2 separate regions of the Mus musculus genome follow, and region 2 is linked to region 1. Evidence: chromatin contacts called from public capture Hi-C data. All regions are on one chromosome and are shown on one strand. The core of a region is the stretch at or near the end of the contact, and the rest is flanking DNA. Distances in the headings are between cores, read along the strand shown.

Evidence for each region. Capture Hi-C pulls out chosen DNA fragments and counts their contacts.
Region 2: a capture Hi-C map of bone marrow-derived macrophages shows a contact between it and region 1, with 4 times the contacts expected there. The contact joins two enhancer-like sites. A contact is called at or near these places in 7 of 39 promoter capture datasets (the C10 cell line, the HPC-7 cell line, cranial neural crest and 4 more), 2 of 484 Hi-C or Micro-C datasets (multipotent progenitors and natural killer cells), 3 of 115 datasets of contacts at active chromatin or transcription factors (CD8 T cells, the HPC-7 cell line and embryonic stem cells) and 4 of 9 other capture datasets (adipose tissue, bone marrow-derived macrophages, liver and 1 more).

The regions. Positions count from the first base shown.
Region 1 is chr4:9,603,955-9,607,647 of GRCm38.p6, forward strand. It overlaps Asph (aspartate-beta-hydroxylase), which reads right to left. Exons shown (of 24, transcript NM_023066.3): 6 at 562-675. Among named protein-coding and RNA genes, the nearest start is that of Asph, 63 kb to the right of the region's middle. Within about 2 kb of position 1,732, at least 61 of the 459 cell types and tissues checked have an H3K27ac peak or open chromatin away from gene starts, as enhancers often do. A contact at or near this core is called in bone marrow-derived macrophages, where this site is marked.
Region 2 is chr4:9,681,029-9,684,721 of GRCm38.p6, forward strand. No RefSeq gene overlaps it. Among named protein-coding and RNA genes, the nearest start is that of Gm24152, 13 kb to the right of the region's middle. Within about 2 kb of position 1,698, at least 65 of the 459 cell types and tissues checked have an H3K27ac peak or open chromatin away from gene starts, as enhancers often do. A contact at or near this core is called in bone marrow-derived macrophages, where this site is marked.

The DNA of each region.
Region 1 (3,693 bases), core at 482-2,981:
TTCCCAGCATATTATGTCAGACGTCCACATGCTTGCATGCTCTGTGACTTGCAATTTTTACAACTATGTATTAGCTGGGTTTGTAGATAGAGGTTCATGGAAACACAGCCATGTCTATACTCAGTTAATGACAGTTGATGACTGTCTTTGCATTGCAATAGTAGCTAAGGGTTCTAGAAGCTAGTAAGTTCTCCTTTCGATGAGAACACTTGATCCCTAACTATGTAAGAAGACAGTCTGGGGACATGCTATGGAAGCTACAGATTGTGCAGTAGGGGAGACAGCGCTGCTGGAACAAAAGCCAGGGCCAGAGTTCAAGTGCAGTTCATCATGACTTCATATAACACACAGCACCGAGGTGGAGGAATACAAGAAAAAAGTCTGCCCTTACTAGTATCAGAAACCCACTTATTAATGAAACAAATCAGATATCAGTTTGCTTTAGAGCTTCATCTTCAAAATATTTAGATAAGATTAAATATCGCTCTTAAAGGAATTTTAGGAATTTTTTTAATAATTACACTATAAATGACCAACTAGTCTAAAACAAATGTGTTCTACCTTCATGAACTGTCCCGGGTTCCAGGTCCTCAAATCTGTCATCACTGTCGGTCACTGTGAGGAAGTCCTCAACCTCCGGCTGTGGTTCTCCTGCCAGCCCATCTGCTTCAAGGTCTTCAACAAGGAGAAATACAGTGACCAAGGCGCCACGTTGGCATCCTACCTAGACAGACTCATCCGCAGCCACCCATGAGCCCCTGCCACTGTCCCCTCTAAAGCTATTTTTCTCACTCTGGCCAGTGCCAGTCTGCCTGAAAGTCACTTCTTATTACAATGTGACCTCCTGGAGGACAGGCATCTCACCGTGCTGCTCACACTGAATACTGAGCAGGGAGGAGCCTGACGAGCCAATAGAGGTCTCCTAAATATGATGAACAGATAAGTCATTTATGATTATTAATACACACATCAGGTTATATCGAGAACTTTTATTGAGAACTATCAAATTCCAAGTAGCAACTACAAGTGCTTTAATGTGGAGAGCAACTGGCTGTGTTCTCAGTCACATTGCTACACCTCACATTGTACATTCAAGCCAACCTAGGCTTAGCATTTTAGTCAGCAGATATGTAAAGTTAATTGCTGATTTTTTTATTTTTTATTTTTTAGGATATACTGAGTGAGTCTGTTACTTCATTCCATTTTAATATACCTTGGACTGAAATCTTGCCCTAAAATTACCTCACAATGACATGGCTTCTGGCAGATTTATTTAGGCTTTTTACACCAGCTGTCTGAGTGTAGACAAATTACCTATGCCATGCTTGAGATTCCCTTCCATAAAATTGGAATAATAATGATCTATTCATAGCCATCGATAAAAGGATGAAAATAGTTAGAAATATGCCTGGCCCATGAGAAGTATCTCCCTGTGGTCATTACCACTACAATTACTATAGGAATAATAGGATTCTTTCTACTGCTATTGAATCACCCCCATGATCACAAGAAGTCCTCTAGTTATTCTGTATAGAATAGCATGGTAGTGCTCGGTTTCACTGAGTCATACTGACTGATTTTTGTAGATACTTTCATAGAAGTTGCCCCTTATCTCGAGTTCTGCTTTTTGCAGTTTCACTTCTCTGAAGCTAACCATAATATGAGACCTTAAAATACCAGGAATAAACAGGTCATAAGTTTTGAAATATGTTTTCAACTCCTACTTATGAAATCCCTCTTCATCTCACTCCATCACACTAGGGATGTGAGTCACCCTCTGGTCCAGGCTCATCAGCACTGTATCAACAGCCTGCCTATTTGATATCTAGCAGCCATGTGTCATCAGATTTAATGGCACTTACCGTATTTATGGTACAAGAACCTCTACTTAATAATGGCACGAAAGCACAAGAACAGTGATATTGACTATACCAAAAAAAATATCCATACTGGGTTTTTATAATTGATTTTTTTTTTAAAAAGAAAAAAGGAAGGAAGACAGAAAGTGAGGGAGGGAAGAAGGGAAGGAAAGAGAGCGAGAGAGCGAGAGAGCGAGAGAGGTTGATTTGAGATAGCTATAAAATCTTCATGTTGAGGAAAATGGTGCTCATTTTGTTATTGTACTTCTAACAGAACACATTACAGCCGCAGTATATGATAGAGATGAGGGCGGGGTTCAGCGATAGGGCAGGGTTCAGTAGTGTTTTTGTTTTTGCAGATTGCAAGGGTTCTCAGAGAGCTGCAGGAGGAGGCACAGGGTCTGCTTCCCATCTCTCATCACCAGCTGCTCTGGAGTCTCTCCTCCTTTCAGATCTGCTGCTCAGCAAACTGCCCACCAAGTGCAACTGCTGGGAACGGTGGGACTCTACTGAGTGCAGCGCTCTTCCCTTCTCCCCTCACCCCATCTAGAAAAGCTCATCACTACCTGTCAGCACTGCTGTTCAATAGACGTGTCACTGTTCCCTGGAGAGAAACCATGAAAGCACTGTCCAGTGGCTTTGAGCCTACTGTTGACAGTGTCAGCCACGTGTGAGGAAAAGAAATCACATCCTGGACTCACTCCACTAGGCACTGCCAGCCCTCTGTGCTACTGCATTTCCCCAGTGCTGCTACACAACTCTAAAACAGGAGCGACTGTGCTCAAGCCACACTGCTACTACATGGCAGATGCAGTACAGCAATAAGCTGTGTGACAAGGAGCCCAAGGAGGCCAAGCTCAGCTGATGAGGTGTGAAGATGAGGTAGGAATGAGAAACACCCAAGCAGATGACACAGCAGATGCAAAGGCCCCTGGTCAGATAAGATGAAATTATTATGAGAGACTGTGTGAAAACGCCTAACCAATAAAGCCACAGCCGACACAGCATAGAGAAGAGAAAAGAGAAACACACCTAGACAAATGCCACTGCAGGGCCATGACAAGCAGTAACAGACACAGTTTGGAAACAAGAGTCAGAATGTAAGAGCAACTTGGACAGGACTTGCAGCTAGAAGAGCAAAGAAACCATAGAAAGCGCATGGAGTTTAACCTTGAGCCACTACAGACCTGGCAAAGTCATTAACGAGCGAGCGTATAAAAAGCTCAAGTGAGAGCAACTGGCATGGGGCAGGGCTAACGAGGAGCTGAGAGACAGCATGGGAAGGAAAGCCTGTGCTAGGCACAGCTGCAGTCCGAGTCACCCACAGCATCCCCAAATGGAGCTGTAACTGGGTATATTAAAACTTCTAAAGAGTCACTGGTGACATGTACAGGAGTAACAACACTTAAATGATGTCTGAAGCCACAGGCCACCTGTGTAACCATCTATGCAGAAAATCTCTCTAAGGACATAACACAGAACCAAGACAGTGAGGCAGGGAACTTGGCTTGAGGATGGATTCTTTCCTCTGGTTAGCTGTTCATCACGTGTGCCTTAGCCCCTGAGCCAGTGCGACAAGAACCTGCTGGACTTTCCACTCTTCTGCACCCCCATCCTTGTAGAACTGACTTTCATGAGCCATGCTGACTTTAAATTCGGTCTCTCTGATGCACACAGGCATACATGATGGCTCCCAAAGATAGAGGACCACTCTAAGACAAGCAGCCAGAAGCCGCTGGCCTGTGTTGGTCACTCCACTCTGACTCTCCATTTATTCCTGATAAAATCCAGGACTTTTTTATGTACATTTATTTATATGATATTTAAATTAAAA
Region 2 (3,693 bases), core at 448-2,947, 77 kb after region 1:
TCTCTCTCTCTCCCTCTCTGCCTCATTCATGCTTGTGGTTGAAATATAAACTCTCAGCTACCACTGCAGTGTCACACCTGACTGCCTGCTGCCATGCTCTTGGCAATGATGGTAATGGGCTACCCTCTGGAACCAGAAGCCCAAAATCAAATGCTCTCTTTTATAAGTTGCCTTGGTTATGATGTCTTTTTGCAGCCATAGAAAAGTAAGACAGATGTGTCATGGAAGGGAAGATGAGGCAACAGGAAGGAAAAGCATGGTGGCAGGAACAGGAGGCTGGCAGGTCACATTCTGGTCACCATCAGGAAACAGAGAGTTAGCAGAAAATAGACCCAAGCTCCAGAGCCACAAAGCCCACACCATTAACCCACTTCCTTCAGAGAGGTGCCACCCCCTAAATGTTGCACAATTTTCCAGATAGTACAACTAGTTGGGGAGCTAGTGTTCAAATACACGAGTCTATGTGAGGACATTTGCCATTCAAACCATAGTAATTGTGATATCAGGAGACAGAGTGAGTGGTGTAGTGAAACTTTTAAGATGTGACGTTTAGCCAGGCATGGTGGCGCATGCCTTTAATCCCAGCACTTGGGAGGCAGAGGCAGGCAGATTTCTGAGTTCGAGGCCAGCCCGGTCTACAAAGTGAGTTCCAGGACAGCCAGGGCTATACAGAGAAACCCTGTCCCGAAAAACCAAAAAAAAAAAAAAAAAAAAAAAAAAAAGTGAAGTTTAATGTAATGTGACTATGTCATTGAAGACACTACCTTTCAAGAGATGAAGGGGTTCTTTTGGACCCCAGCTTGTTCCCATAGAGTTGTTAATGAAACAATTAGAGTAGCTGCTCTGATCTTTCTGGATTTCTGTCTCAGCATGTGACCTCTTTCTCTTCTATAGATTCTCACATGATGCTCTCCACCATAATGTGATGCAGTGTGGTCAGGCAGCAGGCCTTCAATAGAGTTAGCACCATGCTCTTTGCACTTTTGTTATCCAGGTATTCAGCCCAAGGTATCTTCTCGCTGCAATGGAGAAATGAACCATTATAAGTGGTGAATGAGTTTTCTTGTATTCGATGTGACTTTGAGTATTATCAGTTAGTGTCTGAAGACAGTCCCTGAGATCATGACATAAAATACAAATATAGAATGACCCAGCAGTGAATCAAACTATTTGCTTATGTGAACTGAGTTTTACACATTATGAAACGATGAGAAAATTAATGATAAAGTATACCAGACAGTAAAGTGCTTTCTAAATGTAAAGAAGTGTTTTATAATTTTAAATGGTAGCATATCCACTGACTCAAATCATACCTAAGACAAGTCTTTACTTGTTGATGTTTTAGACACTGCCCTGTGAGTTACTGCCCACAGTAAGGTTTCATTTTGCTTCACAATACATTATGCTATAAAGTTGCTGTGCAGAAGGTCTAATTTTGGCAATATCATAAACTTTAATGAAGAAGTATAGTTTATGGTCTGCTCAGGAAACATTAATGAAATCTCTACTTCCTGCAAGCACTGTTCTTGGTTCTTAAGGAGTTCCTGCTGTTTGGGAAGGAGAAAGATGAGCATAGAGCACAGCGTGCTACCCCCTGCATTTGCCAACAGATGTTGAGGACAGGGATTCAGTCACCACGGTCCCATGCGCACCATATGAGTCAAAGAGTCCATGCTTGCAAAGGCATACTAATGAGGATGTTGCTCAACCTCGTTGTTTCACATGTGAGGGTAAGAGTGATTTAGTGCTTAAACGTCACTTAAAGCAGAACTCGCACTTAAGCTGTTCTCGTTAGCTTAGTGTCTCATTGACACAGAATACTTGATGAAAGCAACTCAAGGAAGGGAGAGCTTATCCCTGGCTCACAGTTCTAGGGAATGTAATCTAGCATCAAAAACATATGATGTTGGCTGACAAAGTAAAAGTGAAATTTCAGTGACCTGAGTTTGCTACATCCTTAGCAGAAGTTGCTGCCTTCTAGACCTGGGGAACTTCCTTGAAAAGGTCTTCTGAAGCCCTCTCCGGCTGTGCCTCCAAGGCGACAATAAACGTGAAACAGTGCTCTGTCTGCTGTCTCGTGCTGATTCCCATGGGCTTGCTGCCTTCATTCCGTCTTCTCCTAACAAATCAGATCCCTCCTGCATGTAATTCTCCTAGGAGAGAACTTTAGGCTTTGTGTTCCTCAGTTTTAGCTGGTTTATCACTTATGAGTCTCAAAGAAGAGAGACAGAGAATGCCAAACCCTGAGGATGGGTACTCCAGGTATTATTTAGTTGGTGATAAATCCGAGACTGAAGTACCAGGAGTTCAAGATGGGTGGCCATCAAAACCTAGAAATATCAGCAGCCCAGATGATGCCTTGCTGGTCATGGGGCTGCAATGATTGCATTCAAGTGAACTGAGTGTATTTTACTGAAAATTAATTTTTCACAAGAATCACTTGGAAGCTTTAAAAAAGTACATTATGCCCTACAAAGACCAGAAAAATCTTAATTTCTGATTTAACATGCATTAAAGATGAATACGTGAATATACATATTTAATATATATTAAAGATATATAACACATGAGCACTCATATACACATACATATTTTTAAAAGTCCATGTCTACAAGTGGTATAGGTAATATGCTAAGAAACATTATGGAGCAAATAAGATTCAAAGGAGAAATCAGAAATGTTCGTGTAAGTTTACTCTTTTAAGAAGTTGCAGATTGCAATTGAGTGGCCAGGCTTTCTTTCCATGCTTTCTTGCTTCTTCATAAAGCCATCTCAATGCAATACAGAATCCTAAGACTAGAGAGCCTGGCAGTATATCAGTGTCAGCTTGTACATAGGAAGTCTACCCTGTCAACATCAGGAACTTGTCTCAAGAATAAATATTTATAAGTTCTAAATAATAAGGCCTGATTGATGTCTCATAGTCAAAATGAGCTGGAGAGAAAATGACTCACTGACATAACTGTTTGCATTAAGCACTCTGAAGTAATATATTGCAATATATTCTGTAGTTCAAAATATTACTTCCTTGAAACTAAGATATCCGGAAAGAGCAAAGTTCATTTTGCTAAACCATTTTCTTTTCATGTGTCAGTTGTAATCAGAGCCTCTTATGATTTTAGATACACTACACAATCTTTATTCAATATTTAGAAAAGGAAAAAATTTGCCATGATCTCATTGTTAACATTTTGGCTTATTCTCATCTGGTGCTTTTAAATTATATATACACATGTAGAATTTTTCTTTTCTTTCTTTTTATGTTTACAAAATCATGCTGGAAAGGCTAAGCAAATGTAACTGTAAATTACATGTATGCATTCTTTGTATACATACCACATATATTATATATGATTTAATAGTTCTATATTTAAGTAAACTTATTAAAAATACTCAATAAAATAGACTGTACTTTCTGATGCTTTGTTGTTTTCTTTTTCCTTGATACACTAATAGTCCATGAATAATCTTGGTTACATCTGAACCTGGTCGCCCATCATCCACCTCTGAACACTCAATGATGTCTAAGTAGTAGTTAAACTCTAGCACTGTTCTATTTTGCTTTCTGTTGCTGTGATAAACACCATGAGCAAAAGCAACTAGGGGAGGAAGGGGTTTATTTGGCTGACACATTACAGTCTTTCATTGAGGGACGGCAAGGCAGGAACCTGGAGGCAGGAACTGAAGCTGAGA